Regions from separate parts of the Mus musculus genome. Here all the other regions are linked to region 4. A link is a contact called in public ChIA-PET, HiChIP or PLAC-seq and promoter capture Hi-C data. All regions are on one chromosome and are shown on one strand. Each heading gives the region's core, a stretch centred on a gene start, on an enhancer-like site or on the middle of the called end of the contact. The rest is flanking DNA. Distances are from core to core; before and after follow the strand shown.

The links. Promoter capture Hi-C pulls out the DNA fragments that hold promoters and counts their contacts. ChIA-PET counts read pairs in DNA pulled down with a chosen protein or histone mark. HiChIP or PLAC-seq counts read pairs in DNA pulled down with a chosen protein or histone mark. Capture Hi-C pulls out chosen DNA fragments and counts their contacts.
Region 1: a contact with region 4 is called in a promoter capture Hi-C map of embryonic stem cells, with 10 times the contacts expected there. The contact joins the promoter of 4930455C13Rik here to the promoter of E030030I06Rik in region 4. A contact is called at or near these places in 1 of 39 promoter capture datasets (embryonic stem cells), 3 of 115 datasets of contacts at active chromatin or transcription factors (astrocytes, craniofacial prominence and embryonic stem cells) and 1 of 9 other capture datasets (adipose tissue).
Region 2: a contact with region 4 is called in a FOXA1 HiChIP or PLAC-seq map of pancreatic cancer cells. The contact joins the enhancer-like site here to the promoter of E030030I06Rik in region 4. A contact is called at or near these places in 1 of 39 promoter capture datasets (embryonic stem cells), 6 of 115 datasets of contacts at active chromatin or transcription factors (bone marrow-derived dendritic cells, embryonic stem cells, kidney and 2 more) and 1 of 9 other capture datasets (liver).
Region 3: a contact with region 4 is called in a promoter capture Hi-C map of embryonic stem cells, with 9 times the contacts expected there. The contact joins the enhancer-like site here to the promoter of E030030I06Rik in region 4. A contact is called at or near these places in 1 of 39 promoter capture datasets (embryonic stem cells), 10 of 115 datasets of contacts at active chromatin or transcription factors (astrocytes, bone marrow-derived dendritic cells, bone marrow-derived macrophages and 6 more) and 2 of 9 other capture datasets (adipose tissue and liver).
Region 5: a promoter capture Hi-C map of adipose tissue shows a contact between it and region 4, with 2.9 times the contacts expected there. The contact joins the promoter of 1700020N01Rik here to the promoter of E030030I06Rik in region 4. A contact is called at or near these places in 3 of 39 promoter capture datasets (liver, neutrophils and stem cell-derived epiblast-like cells), 1 of 115 datasets of contacts at active chromatin or transcription factors (bone marrow-derived macrophages) and 2 of 9 other capture datasets (adipose tissue and liver).
Region 6: a promoter capture Hi-C map of embryonic stem cells shows a contact between it and region 4, with 9 times the contacts expected there. The contact joins the promoter of Aldh8a1 here to the promoter of E030030I06Rik in region 4. A contact is called at or near these places in 5 of 39 promoter capture datasets (the SN4741 cell line, embryonic stem cells, hippocampal neurons and 2 more), 1 of 484 Hi-C or Micro-C datasets (cortical neurons), 10 of 115 datasets of contacts at active chromatin or transcription factors (astrocytes, bone marrow-derived dendritic cells, craniofacial prominence and 6 more) and 3 of 9 other capture datasets (adipose tissue, liver and pancreatic islet).
Region 7: an RNA polymerase II ChIA-PET map of memory CD8 T cells shows a contact between it and region 4, with 15 read pairs. The contact joins the enhancer-like site here to the promoter of E030030I06Rik in region 4. A contact is called at or near these places in 9 of 115 datasets of contacts at active chromatin or transcription factors (bone marrow-derived dendritic cells, bone marrow-derived macrophages, embryonic forebrain and 6 more) and 3 of 9 other capture datasets (adipose tissue, embryonic tail and liver).

The regions. Positions count from the first base shown.
Region 1 is chr10:21,340,237-21,344,082 of GRCm38.p6, forward strand. It overlaps 4930455C13Rik (RIKEN cDNA 4930455C13 gene), which reads right to left and starts at 1,819. Exons shown (of 4, transcript NR_045352.1): 1 at 1,240-1,819. Hbs1l (Hbs1-like (S. cerevisiae)) reads left to right here. Exons shown (of 18, transcript NM_019702.2): 6 at 1,478-1,743; 7 at 2,163-2,328.
Region 2 is chr10:21,409,633-21,413,267 of GRCm38.p6, forward strand. It overlaps the pseudogene Fkbp1a-ps2. Among named protein-coding and RNA genes, the nearest start is that of Aldh8a1, 34 kb to the left of the region's middle. Within about 2 kb of position 1,574, at least 32 of the 459 cell types and tissues checked have an H3K27ac peak or open chromatin away from gene starts, as enhancers often do. A contact at or near this core is called in pancreatic cancer cells, where this site is marked.
Region 3 is chr10:21,455,517-21,459,060 of GRCm38.p6, forward strand. No RefSeq gene overlaps it. Among named protein-coding and RNA genes, the nearest start is that of Aldh8a1, 80 kb to the left of the region's middle. Within about 2 kb of position 1,660, at least 18 of the 459 cell types and tissues checked have an H3K27ac peak or open chromatin away from gene starts, as enhancers often do. A contact at or near this core is called in liver, where this site is marked.
Region 4 is chr10:22,147,866-22,151,292 of GRCm38.p6, forward strand. It overlaps E030030I06Rik (RIKEN cDNA E030030I06 gene), which reads right to left and starts at 1,405. Exons shown (of 2, transcript NM_001254745.1): 1 at 624-1,405. The coding sequence starts at 1,147.
Region 5 is chr10:21,591,247-21,594,596 of GRCm38.p6, forward strand. 1700020N01Rik (RIKEN cDNA 1700020N01 gene) reads left to right here and starts at 1,899. Exons shown (of 3, transcript NR_027968.1): 1 at 1,899-1,988; 2 at 2,086-2,326.
Region 6 is chr10:21,375,530-21,379,335 of GRCm38.p6, forward strand. Aldh8a1 (aldehyde dehydrogenase 8 family, member A1) reads left to right here and starts at 1,771. Exons shown (of 7, transcript NM_178713.4): 1 at 1,771-1,949. The coding sequence starts at 1,812.
Region 7 is chr10:21,478,000-21,481,632 of GRCm38.p6, forward strand. No RefSeq gene overlaps it. Among named protein-coding and RNA genes, the nearest start is that of Gm33892, 92 kb to the right of the region's middle. Within about 2 kb of position 1,597, at least 46 of the 459 cell types and tissues checked have an H3K27ac peak or open chromatin away from gene starts, as enhancers often do. A contact at or near this core is called in memory CD8 T cells and pro-B cells, where this site is marked.

The sequences.
Region 1 (3,846 bases), core at 569-3,068, 810 kb before region 4:
TAGGTTGTTTAACCTGAGTTCAACTTTTTTCTGACTTTTTGTTTTGTTTTTGGTTTTTGTTTGTTTGTTTGTTTGTTTGTTTTCTGAGACAGGGTTTCTCTGTGTAGCCCTGGCTGTTCTGGAACTCACTTTGTAGACCAGGCTGGTCTTGAACTTAGAAATCCGCCTGCCTCTGCCTCTGCCTCTGCCTCCCAAGTGCTGGGATTAAAGGCATGAACCACCACACCCTGCCCTTTTTCTGACTTTTAAATGAGCAAATTACTTTTCGGATTAAGTCAAGTATGAAGGGCAGACCTAGCAGGCACACCCCCGCCACACCAGTGCTCTAGAGGCTGAGGCAGGCAGGTCACCATGCGTTCTAGGCTGACTATGTCCTGAGTGTCAGGTCAGCCAGTGACTCACTACATTCTGTCTCAGAAAGAGTCCAGACATATATAACAGAAAAGCATATAACAGCCATGCTTTCTCAGAATGATAGACCCTAAACAATGACCATGCGGATGGCCCAGGGAGACGGTAGCCGTGTTTGCTAGAAGCCTTGCTGCCTGTGATTCCCAGTAACCACCTGGTGGAAGAAGAGAACCACCAACACCCTTTAGCTGTTCTTCGACCTACACACACATGTGAAAACAAAAGCTACCAAGAGTTCAAGAAATCACATTTATAATGTGTTGAGTTTTCTTGAAAGCCCATTTGATCCAAAAATTCATTTTTGGCTATACCATTGCATATACACCCAGTCCTGGCCATAACATCACAAATACACATTCCTGATTCTGACTGACTGTGGAAGCTAAACTAAGCTAGAACTTGGATGAGAGAATGTAAAATACACGCTGGCAATTCATTTCTCTCCATGTACATGTGTAAGAGGTAACTCATTGCTTAGAGCACAGTCTGCTTTACTAATACTGAGAATTGTAACTCTACCTCTAGACATGTAAGTAGAACTGATTGAGACATCAAGTGCAGGACAGATAGTCAGTACACAGTCTGGTAAGTCTTAGTGTCCAAGTCAAGGAGATTACTCCTTTAGATTTATAAACAGATGGTTCCACTTTTGGAAAGGTCGTTTAGAAATAAGAAATCAAGTTAATTAAGATCATAAAATTATATGACAAAGTGTCTGAAACATTGTTACCAATTTATTCTTGCCGTTCTAGCAGTGGGTGTAGGCCTGGGCCCAGAATGGGCATTTTTAGATCTTAGAGACATTTGAAAGTTTAAAGCTGTGTTTACCTCTTAGGATGCAGCAGCGTTGCTGCCTGCTGTCTGCCAGGGCGGAGTCTTCATGTTTAGTAGACACCTAGGGTTCCCAGTGTTCGTTTGTGTGGATTGGCTCTGGTCACTTCTCTTTTCCAGCTTGACAGACCTGAGACCCAGAATATCAGGGGTTGCCAAGAGATACCCCTGCCCCCTGACTCAGTTGGGCAGTGTCTGAAATGACTTTCTCACAGTTTTTCTCATCTTTCTGCAGCTTAACTTCTGAGGAAAATGGACTCAGTGTGCGCGCTCCTCACAAAGGGCCTCCTGGTGATGATGTGAGCGTAGCTTCTCCTAACATTCCTGAGACCGGCACTCCAAAATCTGCCCTCCCACCTCCTTCCCTTCAAACATCAGAAGAGCTGGGCTCCACTCCGACACCAGTGAGAAAGTCTGGCAAGCTGAGGCAGCAGATAGACGTGAAAGCGGAATTGGAAAAGCGGCAGGGCGGGAAGCAGCTCCTCAACTTAGTGGTCATTGGTATGCCCTTGTTCTGCCCGCCGGGTTAGCAGGACCGCGGCAGGAGGCGCCCAGCCTCTTGGAGCAGTGTAGGCTTAAATAAAGCAAAGAGGCATTGCATCATAATGCATTCTGGTCACCCAGGGTGCAATGGGGCCGCGTTACCAAGGAGGGCATCATCGGACTTAGCTTGTGGCAGTTTTATGTAGTGAACATTTTGAAAATGGGATGCATCTCCCCCCCCAAAAAAGGGAAACTTTGCCCTCTCTAAAACTGTGTGTGCAGTCCTCACCCCCTCCCCCATTTAGGTGTTTTAACCTTGATAGAAATTGGTGTTTGTTATACTAAATACTGACGCACGCTGTTGAATTAGTGTTGCAATGCCTCAATGTGAGCATCTGAAATGTACCTAGTATTAACCCTGAATCAATTTTCCTTAGGTCATGTTGATGCTGGGAAAAGTACTCTGATGGGCCATATGCTTTATCTTCTGGGTAATGTAAACAAAAGAACTATGCATAAGTATGAGCAAGAATCTAAAAAGGCTGGCAAGGCTTCATTTGCATATGCGTGGGTCTTGGATGAAACTGGAGAAGAAAGGGAAAGGTAGCCGCTATGTTTCAACGCTTTTAGTCTTTAAAATAAGTGGGCACTGGAAGTTGAATGTGTAACACATAAATGCATCAGCGAGACGTTCAGAATTCCTTTTGTTTGTCATACTTTATTCTGTGAGAAGAAGGTTAAGAGAATATTTATCCCAAACCCAACAAGGAGGAGCACCGGCAGACAGCAGTGCTGGACGGTGAGGCTCCCTGAGTGGGTCTTGCTGTGAGCCAGTGGAGTTGGCAGTTGTTGCTCCCTCGGCATATCCGGTTGTTAAAGTCGGATCTGACTCAGTCTTGCACCAGGTTTTAAAGGAACTGCCCAGCAGGTCCAGACTACAGGCTCACAATTCCATTCTCATGAGACACACACTCACAGTCCAGAAAGAAACAATTGAATCTATCTTGTCAGTTATTCTTTCAGTGTCTCTCGGGGCTTAGTGCTAGTTTAGGTGGATTCTAGCAGAAGGATGAAGATACTCGCGTATCTCTGGCCAGTTACCTCTTCTGAGGTAATTTAAAGCATAGACGTATATCACATTTAAGGCTATCAGACGCGGAGAAGCAAACTCTGTCTATGTAAGATACAGAACAACTAAGTTAAAATAATGACCAACACGCACAGGGTGTCAGAATCCTAAGTTAACGGTCGAAACATCTCTCAAGTCTTTAATCTGATTATGATTAGAGAGTATATGTGCGTTTGCAGACTTTTCTCTGCATGAGTTCATTTTCCTGCAGTCCCTGTCTCCATTATGTGTAAGGCAGTTCGCTAACCCAGGTTGCATGAGTCTAGTGCTTCTCATAGCTGGGTGTTTGTATCCTCATGGTATTTCTCCCTTATATAGCTTTTTCTCTGTATATTATTATGACCCTGCTTCCTACCCTTACACAAAAGCTTAACCTGTCAATTCACTGAGAAACAGTGAAGCCCAAGTAATTCCCACCGGTCTAACAAACAGACTATCAAAGTATACAGCTTTTATTTCCTTTGTGTAACCTGATCCTGTAGATTAGTAGACTGAGAAGAGTGTAATTTAAGGGGAAGGGCTTAGTAAAATTTACTTAATTATGTGGGTTGAGCTGCAAGTGAGCTAATTGCACTTGCTCCTAAAATGACCAGTTTTTTTCTTTTTTAGTTTTCCAGCTATACTATCTACTTACTGTGGTGCTATTGTGGCCACTAGCTTTGCCTTTCTCACCATGGTATAATTTAGACTGTTCTGTCGACAGCTTCGGAGTACATATTACAAGATTTTAGCTCACTCCACAATATATTGTAGAATGGCATTTTTAAAACTGCTATGTTCTTTAAATATATTTGAAATGTTAAATATTTGCAAATCTATGTTGAAGAACAGATACTAATAGCCGGGTAGCATTTTTGTATCCTTGCGGAAGGATACGAAAGGTTCAGACATAGACAAGGCTGAGTCAAGACTGCAGTGGGTCAAACACTTGAGGGAGGAGCTGCGTCTTGACTCCTTCCTAAGTTTTCTAAAGTGGCCTCTGGGCATTAGCT
Region 2 (3,635 bases), core at 324-2,823, 740 kb before region 4:
CAGCAGTGAAGGGACCTGCTTTAAAAGGCAGCTAGTCTCAGAAGATGGGAGGACTGTCAGAAGCAAAGGCTCTCTCCCTCCCTCCCTTCCCACCTCAGTTTGGGTAGGGCTTTCAGTTTAACAGGACCTCCCTCACGGGAGAAAAATCCAGCCCTCAACAGCATCTTGAATCTGCTATGGCTTTGCAGCGCAGTAACAGAATGTCTTAATATATAATAGATAACATTTTCATCCAAAAAATTAAAATAAAATAAAAATTCTTGCAAACCCCCCCCCAGAACACCAATTCATATTCTAAAATTAACCCATCACTTGTGCTGTTAACACGACAATATACTTCATTGGAAACTTAGATCTGAAAGACAGAAACTGAGTCTTCACTCCCAAATAAAGTAACTTGAGGTTTATGGCATATAGGTTAGGACAACACACATACAGAAGGGGGAAGAGGACATGGAGGTATCTTAAGCAAAGCTTAAGTGACAGAACACATTCAGTCGGGTAGGTGTCTATAAAGGGTGGTGACGTCAGGCAAAGCTCCCAACAGATTCATGTGCACCCATCTGGAGGTACCAGATTCCTCCATGGCAGATCCGCATGCAGAGCTAAGGGAGGAGGCTACTTCGGTCATTCCAGTTTTAGAAGCTCCACATCAAAACCAAGAATGGCATGTGGTAGGATGATGCCTGGGGGCCCGGTGGCTTCATTGTCATAGTCTGAGGACACTATCCGTTTGGCTTTCTGACCCACACTCATCTGGCTACCCCTTCTTCCACTTCAGATCACCTCCTGCTTACCTAGTGTAAACTTAAAAGGTTGCTTCTGTCCCGAGAGGAGTCAAAGTTCTTTCCATCTTCAAGTATCCCCATGTAGTGCACCTCTGGCTATGCTTCAGAAAGATGCGCAGGTCTCCAGGAGAGATGGTCTCCACCTGCACTCCCACGGCACAAATGTCTGAGCAGAATAGAGGAGGAGAAGGATGCGGGTGGCAGCATGCAATGGGTGGAGCCGAAGCAGACCTGGCGGTGGTTCAAAGGTTCGGCTTCATCCCTCTCTTGTCATAGCACACATTCTATAAAGGAAAAACATCATATCCATAAAAAAAAATGGATGTCATAAAAGAGGGCATCTCTTTAGCTTTGATGGATGATAGAACTCTTGGGTTTCCAATTCTAATATTGTCTCATGGTCACACCACCAAAGTCTCATGGTCATGAGAAAGCTAGGAAACCAGGTTTGGGAAAGAATCAGACACAGAATATCCCAGTGTAGCCAAAACTATTGCTCAACTTGACCCAGGCAAGCCATGTGTGCACATGTGTGCGTTTGAAAAATCCTGTCTCATTTTTATTCTGTTGTCATATTGTTTTTCACTCCAGCGAAGAGAAGCTGCCAGACTTTATGAAAAGAGGAGAGCCAGTTCCTTAAACGACAGTATAAGCGGTGACTCCCGGAGGGAGTTAGGAGTGTAGTGCAAATGTCTGAGCAGAATAGTTTTACGGATACAATGGGGGCACTTCCTATTAAGCCTGGTAAACAGGACTGGAGTCCAGACACACACTACAGCACAGCAAGCCTTGAAAGAACGCCAAGGTCTAGGTGCAAAAACACAGGGTTGTATCTGAAATTTGCAGAGCACTCAGTTCATGGAGATAGAAGTGGGGATCCCTAGAGTGGGTAGAAGAAGAGGAGAAGGGAGAATATGAGGCAGGGAAGGAGGAAGAGGAGAGGAGATAGTGTTATGAGAAACAGCGTCTTAGTGGGCATGAGGACAGTGTTTTGGGAAAATGCTGCAATAGTCATACAACATGAATGTTACAGAACTGTGTACTTAAGATGGTAAGTTTTGTATCAAATATATTTTACTTCAGTAAAAGTTTAAAATCCAGAGTGGCCAGAGTCAACCATTATCAATATAGGAAGCATGGGTCTTTATGGTCATGAGAAGAAAAGGCCAGGTGGGCACCCAGTACAGTGACCTGGAAACTGTTATTCTCCAGTTCTTCTGTGCACTGTTGGACGAGTCCCCAGCCTCCCCCAAACCCCTTCCTGTTTGGAGGAGAGTCATTCTAACCCTGTGACTCACTTCACAGGGACCAAGTTATCCTGAGAAGGCTTGTGGTAAAACCAGAGAGTGTTATAGCCATGAAAGGAATCACTGCTGGAAGGATGACAAACTTGGACCACTCAGTTTTGGGTGGCTGACTTGCTAGGTGGAGACTACCACATTGTTCAGGCTGCAGGCCACGTGGCTAAAGGGTAAACACCAGAAGGAGACAGGGAATAGCCATTCATGCCGCCTACAGAATGGAAATGGGCCCGGACCGCTCTAATCTGCCACTAGTTACACCATTAAGGTTTTGTAGCTGAGGTGGGGTGGGGCTTAGACACACCCATGACTCTGGTGTAGCAGCTGGCACTTCCAGCTCAGTGTCACTGGACACAAATAGCCTTTGTCGGGTATAAAATTTGATCAAGAAAAATAATGGCAAAGTTTAAGCTTGAGAAGACAACCTTCTGCTCCTACCCTAAGTGGTAATATACTAACTTGAGGTGCAAACAACAGGTTAAAACAGATCTCATTGCAAGACCCTGTGGTTCTGTCTGCTGCTTAGATTAAACCCTTCAGAGGGGTCCTGATTCTCCAACTTCCTGTCTTACTGGGGCTGTATACGTAGGCAGCTGCCTCTACAACTTGTCTCAGTTCTGGAAGCAGTGTTAGGCTTCCTATATTTTCAGATAATGTGGGCCACTCTCAGATTTCTGACAGGGTTGAAAGACTAGTTATATTCTCATAGCCAACCTAGGCAATTAACATTGAGAAAATATATTTGAGAAGATGGTTTTCAGGTAGTATACAGGCTAAACCAGATTATAACATGGCTTTATAAGCCTATTTTAAGTTAGGATAGACAACAGTGTTCTATTTAATTGACAAAATTGATGGACTGGGTGTTCGGTGTATTTTGTACTTTATACATTACAGAATGGTGATAGTTGTGCTCAATTTATGGCTGAGGTAAAAGAGTCTTTTAATTGGACAGAAAGGGGGAGTGTTATGGGTAGCCCTTGTGCTGTTTGTATTTTGATGCTAATTCAGATTCCCCAAGAGGGGCTGCCTGTGATGAGGAGTGAATCACATACTCAGGACTTCATATGATCCTTCTAACGAATAAAGAAACAATCACTGGGCGAGTAGGCAGGACTTCCAGGTGGGAGAAAGGAAGAGAAGAGGCAGGAGAGAGATACGGGCTTTTGGACGGGAACAATGGGGAGGACAAGATGTAGCTACAAGTGGCACCCAGTTTAGATGGTGAATCCACCAGGATTTGCCACCGGAGGATTTATATTTAATATGGCTTACATGCTTAGGATGCTAGTTGTTGAGCCCAGCAATTGAGTTACCTGTTGAGTCTGAACTACGTTTGTGTGGTGTTTTCCTTCAAGCGGCAGCTCAACCGGGTTCCAGAGAGAAAAGTACGGCTGCAACGCATGGGTTTGCAAGAAGTGCACCCCAAGAGGCTGTGGGAATTTGGAAGAGTGGGGCTGGTGTGGTAGTGACCTGCCAGTGGGAACTTAGCCTGTTGGGTGGCAAAATTTCAGAGCTCTGGGTTAGAGAGTCCTCCAGAGATGAG
Region 3 (3,544 bases), core at 410-2,909, 690 kb before region 4:
ACAAGATACAAGGTTCAGTCGGCCTTTCTCAAGTTACTGCCCGTGCGAAACTATTTTTTAAATATGTCATGTTTGTATTCTTTTTATTGAATATTTTTGCTTTCTAGTGTGCCTGTTCCTCTTAACATCCATTAAATTCTCTAGGTTCTATTTTTCCATCTACAGGGTAATTTTATTTTTACCTACATTTGTGGCAACTATATAAAAAAATCAATGAAAATGAAACACATATGCTAAAAGCATAAATTTTAATTTGCTTTCATTCTTAAGGCCAATGGATTTAATAATTAATGGTGTAGAAGTTGATGCCTTCATGCCCCCAAGGAAGAGATAACTGTTATCCATTTTTGTCAGGGAGATTGATGTCTTAGTTGATATCATTATGGAACACCTGGGAAAAGTGGCCTCTCTCTTGTCCCCACAACTCCTGCCTGCTTTTCAACTTACTAAGTAGGTCATTCTATTATTACAGCTAGAGAGTGTCAAGCCTTAACGATTTCTTATACAAAATGCCCTTGATAAAAGACAATGAGGTGTCAGAAGACAATAGAAACTCATTATCGTTGTATTACACATCTCTGGCACCGCTGGTGTATTTGAGAAAGCCTTCATCTCTCGAGAGGCTGGTATACGTTACAGTCACCCACTCTGACAGCAGCCAGCTCAAATGCCTCTCATGTGCTTTGCATTCTCATTAAATCCCACAACATTTAATAAAAATCATTAATATTATAAATTTAAATTCAGCTCAGCGTTTTTGAAACTAGCTGGTTCTGCTGTGTTTCCAGAAAAAGGGGGGAGGGGCATTATTCTAAATTTTAGGAATATTTGTTTCTTATTATTTTAAATCTGTGTTCCATTTTCCTCTGTTGATTTTTTTTTTAAAGAAGAATTTTGTTCTGCAATTTTAAGGCTATGACAAATTGGAGGGGGATAACGAGAGGCAGCTCTGAACACAGTAATATTTTAAGCCTCCTTGGTATGTACAGATAAAATCTACTGTAGTTGCTGTGTGGGATCTTGATTATGTAGGCATGAATTATTTAAACAACGTTTATGCAACATAAAGAACAATTGTCTAAAAATACTGGCAATCACGTTCTCACTTTTGTGGCTGTGTGTTCACTGGTGTCCCTGCTGTTACAGGGGGACAGTTGGTTCCTGACAAGCCTGGCTTTCAAACCTGCTTTTTAATTTGGAAAATTCAGCTAAGATCCCCAGGTACCAAATGTCTCAGGTTAGACCTCTTGCGCCTGGAGACAGGCTCACTCTTGAAAAACAGTGACCCACATACCACACAGCTCACGTTACCATCTGGGATGTGCTTGTCCCCCTGTTTCCACACAAATGCCCCAAACTGTAGCATTTAATTAACCTCTTTTCCATCCAGGAGATCAGATAGGAAAATAGCCCCAGGCTCCCAAAGCTATTGTCAGCCTTGCTTTGTCTACCTTTAGGGCCTAACTTCTTTCTGCTAATTATATGACCTTTTTCTGTTTTTCTCTTGTGAAATAACTCAGTGTGTCTGAACTCATAGCTGGGCCTTTGAATTTCTTTCGTGTACCTAGAAAAGATTTGTGGGGTTGAAATGAATGCAGAACAGGCTGCTCTTCTCTCCTGATCCATCTAGTCATGAGTCAGCATTAAACTCTCCACTTGGGTTTAAAAGCGGGGAAGCTGTGTGGCTGGGGAATCACATAAACAGTCAGCAGAGTGTTTCAGAGCAGGGAGGAAAATCTGGGTTCATTCTCCAGACTCCATGCTTAAGAAACTGGGCTTGGTAGTATGTGCACGAAATCCCAGCATGTGCAGTGGGGATGGAAGGATCTCTGAGGCCTTCGGGCCAGCCTGTGCAGCAGAGCCCGTGAGCTCCGAATTCTGTAATGAGGCCACATGGTATTCAAATGAATAAGATGTCAAGCAATTGAGAAAGACGGTGTGAGGGCTAAAGTTGTGTTTTAAGTTTAAATTACTGTGCTTAAGAGAAGTATAAAAAATGTCTCTAACCTGTAAGCTCCACGTATCCGAGGACAGGTCTCTTTCTGGAATGCTGAGGGCTGTTCGTGTAACATAGCAAGCCACATGTTTTCACTTCAGTAAACAAGGTTGGTTGTCCCACCCACACAGGCTGTGCTTGATCTCATGGAGGTGGGAGGCAGAAAGTACCTCAGGATGTATGCTTGCCTCGATCAGACACAGACAGGAAGTATGTAACCTTGTGAGCTTTGCCTTTAGGTTAGCCTGGCTAATCTGATTCAGCATCGTTTTCTGGGAATCCTGGGTATGGCCGACCGTCCTGGTCAGTATTAAATAAAGCTTGCAATCAATCCATCCATCCATCCATCCATCCATCCATCCATCCATCAATCAATGATTGTGAGTTTGGTCTTTCTCCTCATGATTCTCAGGGTTAACAAATCTGACCTCAACTGTGGCCTCTAGACACACAGACACTTGCACCCCACACCCCATAACATGAACACACACAGACACATACTAAAAACACAATGTAATGGGGGGCAGCTTTGATTTCATGACTGGTTAATATGAGGGGAAAAAATGTCCTCTGAATTAGGGCGAGATAAAAGTTGGATGTGAGTGGGTGATATGAAGTGCCCATCGGTTCTGCGGGGTACCTGGGTAGCACCTGTGGTTCGGCAGGCCATCTGGGTGGCAACCACAGCAGCATTCTGCAGTCCTGGGATCCTTTCAGTGCCTTCTTTGGGTTTCTGACAACTGTTTCTGTTTCTAGATCCTGCAATACAAACATTTCTTTTCATAGTTTAGAAGAGAGGAATGATCAGGATAATCCATGGGTGGTGAACGCCTTTAGTCCCAGCACTTGGGAGGCAGAGGCAGGCAGACTTCTGAGTTTCAGGCCAGCCTGGTCTATAGAGTGAGTTCCAGGACAGCCAGGGCTACACAGAGAAACCCTGTCTCAAAAAACAAAACAGGAAAAAAAAACAAAAAAACAAAAACAAAAAAATCCCAAAACAAACAAACAAATAAAAGAAACAAACAAACAAAAACAAGTGATACTTGGAGAGAGAGATGAAGAATCCAGAGGATGCCCTTGAGGAGTATCCTAATTAGCTTTTCAGGTATATGATATATGATAAAAAGAAGGCTTCTATTGTGACTCCAGAATAGAAAATTTGGGTTAATATGTACAATTATAGGAAACAAACAAAAAGACACTCTTCAGCATGAAGAAGGAAAGCCATTTATAATGGTCCACTCTAAGGTGAGAATCCAGTGTACAGGGTGTAGCAGTGCCTGCTCCCTAGATGGCACTGTTCTGGGGTGGACTGAGCTGAGGAGTCTGAATCCTGCTGGTGGGAGAGGCTCCTATTCTGTTAGCACACAAATGTTCTCTCTATTTCTGAAGATTCACACTCCCATCCTGTTCTCTCTCTGTGCCTCAGGATTCACACTCCCACCCTGCAGGTTCACATTCCCACCCTGAGGATTCACACTCTCACCCTGAGGGTTCACACTCCCACCCTGAGGGTTCACTCTCCCACCCTGAGGGTTCACACTCTCA
Region 4 (3,427 bases), core at 155-2,654:
GGGGGCCTTTATTTACATTGGCTTTTTACTTATTTATGTAGTAATTAAAATTAAAATGTAGTAAAAAAAAGTAAAAATGTACTTATAAGTCTAACTATATTGGAGCCGGGCGTGGTGGCGCACGCCTTTAATCCCAGCACTTGGTAGGCAGAGGCAGGCGGATTTCTGAATTCTAGGCCAGCCTGGTCTACAGAGTAAGTTCCAGGACAGCCAGGGATACACAGAGAAACCCTGTCTCGAAAAACAACAACAAACAAACAAACAAACAAAAAACCAAAAAAAAAAAAAAAAACCCCAAAAAACCAAAAGACAAACAAACAGAAAAAAAAAAAAAACCAAAAAACAAAACTAACACCCAGCCCAGGAAGATTCTGTAGACTGAGTCCTAGAGGGCTTGGGGTTGTCTGGTTTTGTCCCTAAAAGACACCCAAAGCCCCCAGACCCCTTGGGGCACGCAGAGCGGTGTGGGAGGGGGAGGGGAGCCACCGCAGGTCTCTTTTTCTGCCTGTCTAGCAGGGTCACCGGTTTTATCTGAGGAAACTCAACTCTTAACTTTAGTTGGGCAACCAGCCGCCCCTTGCCCAGCACATTCCCGGACCCCATAGCCAGGGCTCCAGGCTCACCTGACCACGTAGGGTTGCTCTAAGGTCTCCAGGTGCCTCAGCACCGCCACCTCACGGACGGTGGAGAGCCGCAAGTCCTCCTCACTGGTCTGTACTCGCTGGCGCTTCGGAATCAGGAAGCGGCCGCCATTCTTCAGGTCGGGGGCCTTCGCCGATCTCTGCCAAGCACTCGTACTCTGATCGGCGCCACCCAGGCTGTCCTTCTCCTTGCTGGCTGCAGGCTGTCGGTGCGGCACAGAGGAACCGGGGTGCGTACTCTCTGACTTACACGCCTCGGGGGCCCCCGGGCTAGACGGACCGACCTTCTCGCCCGCGGGCGCAAGCCGGGCGCAGCCGCGAAACTCCGCCCAGCTGAGTCTCCGCGCCCTGCCGCCGCCGCCGGAGATCCCTCCTCTTCCCCCTCCGCAGCGATTACGTAGTCTGCCCACAATCTCTGCACCTAGGAGGAGGAGACCGGAGGACAAGGAGAAAGTGTGATCAGACTGCCCGGGAGACTTCCATCGGGTTCCACCAGCTCCCCTCATTCTCCCCTCTACTCGCCCTGGCTGCCTAATCCGGCCAGGTTTCTCGGAGAAAAACCAAGTTACTTTTCTTCCCCAGCACGGCTCGTGCTGTCTTTGAAAGGAAGAGGTTGCTGGGGCCCCTTGGGGATGAGCGCCGAGCGGGACGCAGCGGGACAAGAGGGGGCGTGCGGAGCAGCCCAGAGTGTGCCCGGAGTGCGGGGGAGGGGGGCGCCGGGCGCATCAGTGTCACGGCTCAATATTTATACCTATATCGTTGTTCTCAGCTGCCCTCCCTGACTCGTCGCGCGGAGTACGGGGCGACCTGGGGGAGTTCGGAACTGGCGTGAAAGCACCGGGGGTTCACCCATGTGGGGTCGCAGAGCGGGGTTGGGGCTCCTAGGACCCTGTAACCCAATGCTGCGAGTATGCGAGTAGGGGTGGTCAGACATCTGCTCGGAGATTGCTTCCTTTCTACTTTCAGTTTTTCTACAGGGAGACATTTGAAAGAGACTCGCTCTCACAAACGGTCTTTGGGGTATGGCAAGCTTAGCGGGAGACGAAATTCTGCCTCCGAATCGCCGAGGACCTCCCTTGTGGAAACTCAGGGAGGACAGACCATCTGGTAGGGGAGGGCTGGGGCTACTAGAGGTGGGAGAGCAAGGGGCCCTGGAAGGGGAGAAGTGTCCTGCTCCCTTTCCCGCGCGCGCGCGTGCACACACACACACACACACACACACACACAAAGATCGCAAGGGTATGGGAAAGGCAGGTCCGTCACACTTTTGCTTGTCCTGTCCTGAAAAGTAACTTCGGGACTTTGCTAGCTAACCGGGACTGGTCCTTAAGTTTTCAACCCGTGCAAAAGCAACCGCCCTTACGACGGTGGGGGTGGGGGCAGTAAACGTAGGTCTCCCGGGTGTGAGAAGGGTTAGGTCTCCCTTGTATCGCGACTTCAGAACCCCCGCCCGGTATCCTTGGCGGCTGAATGTTGGTAGCCAAGACAGTCGCTCTGTTCTCCAAAGGCTGGAGGCTAGGTCCCAGGCGCGGTCGGGCGTCCCATCCCCGTTCTGTTGTTTAGGGAAGACCGAGTGAGCCTTCCCGTCCCACCGCGGCCTTAGTCTGGTCTGGACCTTGTTCCACTACAGCCGCGTATCCGGAAAGGTCCCCATGCGTTTACCTGCCCCGCACCCCTCCTCCCCCGCTCGCTCTTCCGCCTGGAATTAAAGAACACATGGCGCGACCCCCACTGGGTGCGAGCATAGCACCACCTGGACAAGGCAGGGACACCCCAGGCTCCTTTGAAAGCTTTCCTAAAAAGCTGCATAAAGGACCCTCCAGGCCTCTCCCGGGGGTCGAGGGCCACATAGGTAGCGGGAGCAATGGCCTTGGCGCCCCTGTCCAGCCCAGGCTCCCGGAGGGGGCAGCACACGCACACCCAGACCGGAGCGGCGGTCCCTAGCCCCCTCTCCTCCTCCACTTTTGTTGTTGTTGTTGTTGCTTTACCACGCTGGCTAAATGTGACTTGACCCCATTTCAAAAAAGTTTGACATAGTGCTTCAACCTTTCTGCACTCCTCCGCGACTACAAAGGCTGCAGCCGCCTCCTTCTGCTTTCTGTCTCAGCTCTCTGTCTTAGCACTGAATGAAATCCTTCACGAGCTTCTCCGGAAGCCTTGCCAAAGGGTCCCCACCAGCTCAGCGAGGGGAGGCCTGGGGACCGCGACCCGCTCGTGTGCGCAAAGGCAGATGCGCCCGCACAGATAACGCCCACGTCCACAGGACGAATGCGCCGCGGAGCCCCGTGCTGCTCCTGCCCAGGGTGTGCATTTGAACTGCAAGGCTTTAAATAAGGAAAGTAAACTTGGGGCGTGAAGCAAGAGTGCACGCGTGCGGCTTCAATTCCGGTGGGCTGTGTGCACTACACTCCTTGCTTAACGCGCCTGACGGGTAGCCAGCAGGAAGCCTGGGCGAACATTTTACTCCTTCGTTGGGAAGATGGGGCCCATACCCACACCCCTCGGGAGGCTACAGAGGGAACTTGCACAGGGGAAATAAACGTGGGGGCGCGGAAACACATTCTCCAGCACGGAATCCCACCCAGACGGTGCACGTTCAATTTTAAATGTGACTGTCCAAGTAGAGTCAGTTTGAGGAAGCTGGACAAAAAGTGAACGTATGGGTATTTTACGCACGAAATCTGTTCAAGCTGGCATAGGACCCTGGTGTGGGGTGTCCGCGCTGTGGGAGGTTCCTCTCAAGACCTCTAGCTCCCCCCAGCTGGCCCCCATAACCTACCCAGTCT
Region 5 (3,350 bases), core at 649-3,148, 560 kb before region 4:
AGGCTGTGAAAGGCCTTTGCAACCACAGTTTCAAAATGGTGAAGAAAGAAATTGAAGAAGACCCTACAAGGAGCAATCTATGGATTCATGTAATGCCCATTAAAATCCAATGTCATTTTTTACAGAAAAAGAAAAATATGCTAAAATTCAAATAGAAACACAAAGGATAGTGAATGGCCCAAGTAACACAATTTCACATTATAGTGCAGAGCTATAGGAACAAAAAGGGAACAGATAATGTGGCACTGACAAAATACACAAAGAAACTAGTGAAACAGCAGAGCCCAGCTTCAACTGTGGGTTCATATGGGGTCATGTGTGAGTGTGGCCAAACAAACAAACCAACAAAACAAACAAACAAACAAAACCAGTAATAAAAATGAGGTGTTTCTGGCAGTGCTTGTCCGTACCGAATCACATGACTTCACTGACGCCTTGGTCCTCAATACACTGATGGTAGAGTTTGAATACAACAGAGTTTTACTCAGCCATTAAAAAGATCAAAATTATTCCATTTGTAGGAAAACGGTTGAAACTGGAAATCATCATCTAAAGACATATAAGCCAAAACAGAAAGACAAAGCTACATTTACTCTCACATGCAGAATCTAGGTATAATAATAATAATAATAATAATAATAATAATAATAATAATAATAATAATACATGGAAGTGGAAGTGAGACAATTTGAGAAGAGACCGCAGTTGTAGGGAACTGTGGTATTTGGTTATGAATAGTCCCCACAGGCTTGTATATTTGAACGCTTGGTCTTCAGGGGATGGTGGTACTTGGCAGGGATTAGGAGGCGGGCCTTGTTGAAGTAGGTGGGGCCTTGTTGGAGGAAGTGTGTCACTAGGCCTGGGCTTTGGGGTTTAAAAAGTCTAAGCCAGTCTAATAGTCTCGCTCTTCCTGTTGCCCACCAACCAGGATGCAGAGCTCTCAGCTACTTCTCCAGCACCAGGTTTGCCATGAAAACGATGGTCTAAACTCTGAAACTGTAAGCAAGCTCTAATTAAACACTTTCTCTTGTAAGAGTTTCTGTAGTCATGGTGTCTCTTCACAGCAAGAGGACACTATGACAGGGACAAAAGATAGTAATTCAGGGATATGTTTAAAATATATCACAACATATACATGTATGAAAACGCCAATGAGACCCATTATTCGAGACATTCAACTAAAATAACGCCTAAAATGAGAAAAATTAGACCGACCAAATTGGTGTCGACCAATTAGCAGTATCAGGTAACTAATTATCACTTTAAAAATCCTTCCCAGGCTGGTGTGATTGGCTCACACCATTAATCTGTACTTAGGAGGCAGAGCCAGGAGGATTGCAATGAGCTGGCGGTTGGTTTGTGTTACCGAGTAAGACCTTGCTTAGAAGTAATAAATCTCCCCAAATGTAATTTTCATAAGCATAACAGATACCTATAGTAAGTAGAATAATGCAAGAGTTTTAAAATGCCCGGGTACGTATGGAAATATCACACTTAGTCCCATTCACTTATAGAATCAATGAGAGTACGAAATAAAAATAGAAAGCACTTCATATTAATGAACAATATCCTAGCCAAGGGTCTAGCCAAGGCAATCGGCGTTTTCTAAAAAGTGGATAGTTTCTGATATCGCAGTGTATGAAATATTGCTTCCAAAATTAGTATGATTATACGTATCAACCCTCTCAGATAACCAACAACTAGTATGGACATGACTGGACTTGAAGCTGAGACTTCTCTGGGCTTTGTAATGTCTGCAGTCGGCTTTCCCTAAAGCCTCATGCAAACATGGCTGATACTCCGGGGTTTACAACACACTGCGGCAGGGGAGGGGCGGGACTTCCAGGGCGGAATTTTCGGTGACATCACCACAGAAAGTTCGTTAAAGCAAGGGCTTTGGCTGCGTTCTGGAAGTAGGGCCCGAGGTCTGTCGGTGGGGTGGCTTCTGCAGCGTGTGGCCGTGTGACCCCACGGAGGTGACCTCCCAGGTGAGTCCTCCGCGTCCCTCGGTGGTGATCAGTGTGTCGTCCTGAGATGTAGTGTCGTGGATACCCAGTGTGCCCTCTTCTCTCGTCTCTTCCACAGAGCGGCTGAGGTTGAGAACCCATTGAGCAGCTAGGCCCCAGTGTATGCGCTGATCCTATGGCGGAGGCCCGTGGGAACCAAGGCGAGAGCTGTGTGAGCCTGGAGGACGTGTGCCTGCGTTTCACTGCAGAGGAGTGGGGTCTCCTCGATGACACTCAGAAGCTCCTGTACCACAACGTGATGCTGGAGAATTTCTTGCTTGTGCTGTCCCTGGGACTTCCGATTTCCAAATCCTTCCCAGGTACCCCAGCGATAGATGCTGTCTTAGTCAGGGTTTCTATTCCTGCACAAACATCATGACCAAGAAGCAGTTGGGGAGGAAAGGGTTTATTCAGCTTACCCTTCAATACTTTCTCTGTGATAACTCCAGCTGTGTCAAGTTGACACAAACCCAGCCAGTACAGATGCCAATAGGGACTCCCTGTTAACCAAAGCATGATGGCGTAGGTAATCTAAGCTCGCTCCCGAGGTTGATGTGGAGGATGAAGGATGTGAGCAGAGCATCTTCAACAAATGCTTCACACCCTGAAGCTTAGCTCTGTAAGAGTGTTAGGCATCAAATAAAAAATTTAACCAGTTATCCAGCCTGGAGAACCCACTGCATAGTAGCCATGTGGAATGTCTAATATTTAGGAGACTCTTGTTAAATTTGCAGTAGAGTCATAAGATAATCTTTGAAAGGGGAAAAGGCTGGTCTTCATTTGTGGAGAGCTGTAGTCCCAAGTATCAGAGAAGTTACAGAAGGGCTCAGTGAGCCCCGTACTTGCCCATACACTGGACAGATGTGGAATAATTTTCAGTCACAAAAAATGAATTTGTTCAGCATGAGCAGTTTCACAGCAAAAAAGAGCCTCTGTGTGTGTGTTAGTGAGTGAGTGTGTGTGTGTGTGTGTGTATTATTTAGCATACTTCCAAGCTTTTATACCTGAGATTTCACAAAGGATCACAATCTTCTAAGTATGATGGATGTAGGAGAACTTTCTAATTCAAATACATACCTGCTAGGCTCCTCTAACTTCACAGTGGGGGTAAGGTCTCAGGTATGGAAAAGTTCTAGTAAAAGTTTAATCTCTAAAACATCCATTGTTAAATATGAGAAATGGCCACACCATAGAAATGTGTGTAAGTGATAAATTTGGGGAATCATCTCATTTTTATAACACAAGGAAACTCACAGCAGAGAAAAGCCTTATGTGCAGTAGATGAAAACCTCCATCAATATATCCTACCTCACTCAACACAAGAAAGGCCATATGGCGAACTTT
Region 6 (3,806 bases), core at 521-3,020, 770 kb before region 4:
TGCTCTGGCAGATGGGTTCCTGTTTTCCCCATTTGTTTTTTCTTGGAAAGCAGAAGGAGATGAAATTCCAATCTTAAAGAAAAGCTCAAAGGAACAAGCACAGAAGTTTCATAGGGCCGTAAGGGACAGAGGGAGTGGGAGGCAGCCCCCGTAGTTCTGTTCTGTTTCTAGCCGGAAGCAGTGGTAGCCTGCTGGCCAGTGTGAGAGGGTGAATTCTGCCTTTTGGCCTGCAGGGACCTTAGGGAATGGCGTGTTGGCTGGCAGGCCGAGGAAACAGAGTTCAGGGCAGGTGCTGCCATTGGAGGAGTCAGCTCCATAGGAGCCCTGTTGTGGGGCTGGGGGACGGACAGAGAGTAGAGGCAAGATTTGGAGAGTGTAGCTCAGAGTCAAAGGAGGAGGGGGAAGAAGCTGGCCAGGAGGGAGGGAGAGAGGGAGGGAGGGAAAGACAGAGACAGGGAGGGAGGAGATTCATGGTCAGTAAGAAATTGAAGATGCTCTCTTTACATTTTAAACATTCTACAAGGTAGAAATACAGAGAATGGAAACACAGCAATACAGCAGCCAAAACATTTCCACAACTGGTGAAAGACAAAGCCAGTGGTAGAAAAGCAGCCTCTTCCAGTCACGGTTAAGAACAAATTCTCACCAAATGCACTGTGGTGAAAATGGGACGCCAAAGACGACAGACAGCCGTCAGTAGGTGGAGACGTGAAGTACAGGAAGGATGGGGAGATAGCAACATGGAGAACAGAAGGAACAAGACCTTCAGAGGGTTACTTGCAAAATACAAAACAAGCGCTATGATGCACAAGAGAGTTTGGTTATCCATGGAGCCTCAGCAGAGTGAACGGTGGTGTGTCCTGTCCTCTCAGAGGCCATGTGCTGGTCTGTTCAGCTGTGACAGAATAACTGAAAATCGATCACTTGAGAGAACCTGAATTCTTGTTGTTCTGGAGACTGGGAAGCCCATGATGTTGGTGTGAGGAGATTGTGTATGGTAAATATCCCCTGCCTCTGCCACTTCCTCACCAGGCAGGGCAGCTGTGCTCCTGCGGCAGAAGGCACAAATGACCCATAGCCTGTTTCGAAGGCACCACCGAGGCCGTGAGCAGCACCTTAACTCCAGGAGTGCCCACTTAAACACTGCCACTGGAGGGTTAAACGTGCCCGAATTCTGAGCGTTCAAACCACGGCATTGCCGGGTAGTGAAGACGGCTCCCTTGCTCCTGTGGCCAGTCCCTACAGGGACATGGATGCATCCTCCTGAGATGGACTCACAGGCTGTTAGGTGTAAATGTAGCTAAAGTTTCTTCTCATTTCCTGTCAGTACTTGAGTGTTCATGTGTGACCTTGGCCACATTGTGTAACCTTCCAGAGGCTCAATGCCTTCCCTAGAAAGGAGGAAGTAAGGATTGCTGCATGGGACAATATTCTGTGGAGCCAATTTTCTTTATGCTTTGCACTTCGTGTTTAAACAGTGGGCACTTATGGTGCAGTGCCGATAAAATCATCTCACACACACACACACACACACACACACACACAGTTGATATGAAAGGACAATCTGAAGACATTGTACATATGTAACTTGATGTTAGTTTAATGCAGTGCCCATTTCTCAGAATGGACCATGAGTTGCCTTCAAGAACCATCCGAGTTTGGAATCAGGAAAGTTCTGAAGCGCAGCGGGTCTCCTCCTCCCAGGTTCGGATATGCAAATGAGGACACTGGGCCTGGGGGTGAGATGAGGGTGTCCAAAGTCCTGAGGGCAGTCACAGAGGGCTGCTGTACACAGAGGGCACTTTCCTAACATGGCTGGAAAAAGGGAACTTTTGATGTTGGAGAACTTTATAGGTGGGAAGTTTTTACCCTGTAACTCATATATAGATTCTTACGATCCATCAACAGGGGAAGTTTATTGCAAAGTTCCAAACAGTGGGAAAGAAGAGGTAAGTCTATTCACTTGGGAAACTAAAACGTATTTACTGTGTTGACAAATTGTAGACAACCATTTTCTAAAACTAAAGGGGAGAGGATGAAGGAAAATGTAGCATTTTATAAGGTAGTTTATCATATGAATGGACTGGTCTGAGCTGGAATGGCTCTGAGTTTACTATGTTCAAGAGAAAGTTGTTAGCTGTGGGAACAGTGGTTTTAATGTTTGTAATTCTCAGACAGATTGTAATAGTTATAGAGAACTCTTACGATATGAAATGCATCCTTCTCTCTACAAAGTGCCCACTGGCTCCATGGGTTTATAAAAATAAATCTTGAAAACTTAAATTGGGAACAAAACAAAAGCCCAGTACTTTATTTTAGACCATCATCTGATAGTTCCTCATATCTCTGAGAATACCCAGTCTAATAAAGCCAGTTATTTGAGTAATGAAGCTGAAAATTAAACTCTCATGTCATTTCATTAAACTTAACAACTTAAAAAATGAGGGTTCATGTCCCTTTCTCTTTCCTTTTTCTTTCTTTTCTAGTTATGAAGAATTAAGTCACTTGGGGAATTTTGTAAAATGCTTGAGATATATTTAATGTTATGAATTATTGCACTGAGAATAAAAAATGTTTGGTGTGCTGAGTGACTGATGTGTGTGTGGTTACCAAATGCAAACCGCCCATTGTTTATTCTTTTCAAGGCACAAACAACTCGATTATAATATAATTCCAATCTTCCTATATAAATATATCTTATATGCCAAGTTTTTTCTTCAAAAATTCAACTTTTTTTCTTCACTGGTAAATTTTAAATCTGTCTTCTAGAGGAAAAAAACAACTTTAGACTCTGTACTAAAGTTTAAGAATATTGGGTAACTTGTTAGTTACATTGTAACCAGCAATTTTGCTTGCTTCCAATGACCCAAACTGCATGAGACCAAGGCTTCTCTTCTCCATCTCCTGGTGTTTCCAAAGTGAGGAGATGCAGGTGGAGTGTGGTACCGGCTGGCACTTCTTCAGGAAATAGAATAAAACATATTTGCTTTTGCTTTTCCAGTAATATGTATGTTTTATTTTCTCAGCAATCCAGTTTGCAAATATTTTGGGTTCCACAAAAGCTGTGTCTTTGTTGATTTTACAAGATATGTGCCGAATTTTGGGCCTGTGTGAGTGTGTGTGTGTGTGTGTGTGTGCGTGCTTGCTCGAGCGCGCTTGCTTGCATGCAGTGCAAACTGAGATAGTACAACCTGTAGACTTAATCTGAACCATACAGGAGGGCAGAAAAGCACTCAGATGCATTCTGAGTGCATCACGTTTTGGCCACAAGAGGGCATCTGCTTATTTACCCTGGGAGCCCCACACTCCCGTTCCAACAGAAGCCTCTATCATGGGTAGGGCGAGGAAACTTATGCTATAACAGTGGTTCTCAGCCTGTGGGTCAAGACTCTGATGGAGGTCAAAAAGATCTTTTCACAGGGGTTCAGCACTTGGGGTGTAGAGTTAGGAGATGAGCTAGTCACTTCAAGTGCCAGGGACAGCCGTAGGACGTGATCACACAGTGAAGACTTGACTTTATAAACTGTCAGCTCTTAATTAAGAGCTTTGGAAGTTTGACACATCTAGACAACTTTCCTATCCCACACTAGATAAAAAAACAATATGTTCTTTGGGAAATGATTGAGAATTCTCCTCTTTTAAAATTAAAATCACTCTTTCCAAATTACTTGAAGGCTGCATTTTAGATGCCTTGGTAAAGATTGTGCGTGCTCCTCTTCCTGACCCCCAGCTCCTGTCTATGGATTTGACTCTGAGTTTGCAAGTTGAGCATCTGACCTACCTTAGAACTACATGCTGCTGGTGTG
Region 7 (3,633 bases), core at 347-2,846, 670 kb before region 4:
AAGAATCCTTAGTTTAGAGGAGGAGGGTTTTGCTGTGGGAGTTGAGGCTGAAAAGATGAAGGCCATGCTGTAGATACTTCTAACCATCTTGAACCAACCCAGATCACAAATTGGACTGGAACCAAGGAATCTGGCTTCATCTTTCCCCATAAAACCATCTGGGTAATAATACATAACAGAATTTCTCCATGGCTGTCCTGTGGCTTTGTAGATAAGCAATGATGAATCAGTCACAGTGAAAAAGAGTGTAATTATGTTTGATTTAACTGTCCTCATATACAAATGGCCTGCGTTCCTCCACGGGGAGGCTTGCTTTGTTTGGTAGATGGCATGTTCAATCTGTGGCATAATTCCAAATTGTTTCTGTAGATTGTTCTGTTATCGACTGTTCTGTTGAATTGTTCTTGCACAAGGAAGCATACTGTGTACAAGTGCAGTGTTCTGGACTGAAGTCTTGTCATGGTTGTGACGTCAGACTTGAAGCCAAGTTCCAAGGTTTATACAACCTCCCCTCTGTGCCTCCACTTGAGACCAAATCGTCAATTCTGTAGATTCCTGTAGTGAAGAGTTCCTGTTGACTGCCTTTAAAACACAGCATGAAACAACAAAATGAAAGAAAATATATATGGATCTTTGGTGGATTAAGTTATCAAATATTCCAAAACATTCGGAAATGTTACAAAATTGGTTGAGCATTAGTCACGTTGACACAATCTGTTTACACTCTTAGATGATTTTAATGGTCACACATCTGATCCTTGCTTCATAAAAGTCAAGGATGTAAACCCAAAACAGATTATATAATGTGAATAATTAAAATATGCACGAAATGGTGGCTTTACAAACGTTTTTTATTACAATTTGGAAAGTAAGAGTATTATTTGAGGGTAAATAATCCCAAAGTACTTGCCAACCAGACTTGTGGACATGAGGCTAAGGCTGTGACCTATATGTGTCTAAGGGAGGACATGACACATGTCTCAGGAACCCTTCATGCTCTGAAATATTTTTAATTCAACAAGCATGGTGTTCATAAAACTGTATGTTGAGGTGAAGTTCTTTTGGGAACGTCTTCATCATCTGACATCAGCTATGTAACCAAGATATGGCTGCTTCTTCATGGTTGAGTAGACAGCAGGAGGAAAGGAGGAAGGCCACAATCCTGGAAGCCCAGGGATACCAGGGCATCACACTAGGAGTGTGCATGCATTTCTAGTATATAGAGAGTAAATATTAGGAAGAAAAAGATTAATGGTAATATATATCATTTCCTGCTTGATTTCTATTTCCCCTTCCCCTTCCTATCCCCCTCCGTCCCTCACTCCCTCCTACACTCTCTCCTTTCCTTTCTTTCTTCTGGTATGTTTTCCTCAGAGCTTAAACCACAAGTCTGACCTGAGCACTAGCTGTCTGAGTCCATTGACTATAGAGATGCTTGTAATTTCTCAGTGTGCTCCCCAGTTGTTTTTAAAAATTTGGTAGTGATGAAATTTTTTTATGTTTTCATCCTTTGCTTCAGATGGTAACGAGGATTCTAACCACCCAAGTACTTCCTGTGTTAGCTTCTAAGCGTGGTGTGATAAACCACACACTGCACAGCTTAAACAACAGAAATGTAGTTACTATCTCATTGTGTGGAGAGACTTGTGAGGAAGGTCTGTACCACAGCTGCTGCCTGGCTTCTGATAATTTGTGGTTATCCTTGTAACTCCTGACTCAGAGGAGTGTCTTCCACTCCGGACTTGTTTTCATGTGGAGGTCTGTGTCAAAGTTTCTTTCTCCTTTAAATACATCCACCATGCTTGGTTATGGGCGCACGCTACTCCCACAGGATCTCATCTTTTAATGTGCAAAGGCTGATTCCCATGACCACATTCTGAGATACATGGGGGATAAGGATTAGTATACTGATTTTCTTTCTTTAAAGTTATTTAATATTCATACACACATATAATACGTTTGGATCAAATCTGTCCTCCTTCTCTCCTCCCCCAATTTCTCCCATTACCCCTGCAACATTTCATTCATGATTTCATGCCCCTCTCCCCATGGAGTCTATTTAGTACTCCCCGTCTCTCAGCATCCATCAATGGCTTAGAATTTCTGAGAAAGAGTGGGGCTTGACAAGCCTTCCCCTTATCCATGCCGGATTGTTCTTGTACAAGTCTTGTGGTCTTGTGCTTGTAGCCACTATGAGTTCTTGTACAGCACATGGATTTTCAAGGATTCGACTCAGCTAATAATGCTGTCCAACTAGTGCTTTCCAAGTGAGGTGAGGAGAGAAGGAGGACCAGCAGGGATGTTTGCATTCTCTTATTTTTATTAGTTCTCTGAGAATCGAGAGTTGGTACAACGTGAATTTTAATCTTTCTCATCACCCAGCTTTTCTTAGATCCACCCCAATTCTCTTCCCACCTAACTTCATATTCTTAAAACAAAACAAAACAAAACAAAACAAAACAAAACACAAAAACAAAAACAACCTTCAGGACCAATTTGAGCTGCCCAAATATTCCTGGCATTGCATGGGGGACATTTTCAATCATCAGGAGGATTCACTCTCGGAGAAAACTGTCTCTTCCTCTCCCAGCTGCTAACTACTGCCATTTGCTCCACAGCTAGGGCTGGGATTGTGTGCTTCACTTCCCTCTCCATGCTGAAACTTGGTCTGGCTTGCACTTGCACAGGTCTTGTGCATGCGGTCACAATATCTGTGACTTCATATGTGCAACTACCTGCTGTATATTTTCTGGTAGCCATCCTCCACTTTTGTCTATTACACTCTTCACCTCCTCTTCCACAATGGCCTAGAGTCTTGAGAGAGGATACAGTATGTACCCCCTTTGTGCTCTGTGTACAAACCTGTTTTATTTTGCTTAAGACGATGTCTTAAATTGGGTTTTATTGCTGTGAAGAGACACCATGACCAAGGCAACTCTTATAAAGGAAGACATTTAATTGGGGCTGGCTTATGGGTTTAGAGTTTCAGTCCATTATCATCATGGTGGGAAGCATGACTGAGTCTAGGCAGGCATGATACTGGAGGAGCTGAGAGTTCTACAACTTGCTCTGATGGCAGCCAAGAGGAAGGTTTCTTCCACATTAGGCAGAGCCTGAGCATAAGACCGCAAAGCCCATCTACAGAGACACTCTTCCTCCAACAAGGCCACAGCTCCTACTAGTGCCACTTTCCATGGGCCAAGAATATTCAAATCACCACGGAGGATGACTGAGGATTCTTTGAATGTCCTTCCCCCATTGAAATGGTTTGTGCCCATATCCAAGGGAGATATAATGTCTATGCTGCATCCTGCCCAGCAGTGTATATTAGGATGGAATGAAGCAAAGCATCCTACTGAATTTGGAAATTCAAATGGTCACGTTGCTTTTTTGTTCCGTAACTGGATGAGATTTGAAACTGCCTTGAGAGGTTGTACATAAAGAGATCTCTGACGTTCACAGAGGCTCTGACTCAGTGAGCTTGGAATAAGGCCCAGGGAATATTTTTTAAGTGTTCTCCAGAGAATTTTGATGATATGCCAAATGTAGAATTACTGATCTTGGACAATTTCTCCTTCTTGAGTAAGCATAGTCAATAATGTATGTTTAACTACATTACTCTTGTTAAAGAGA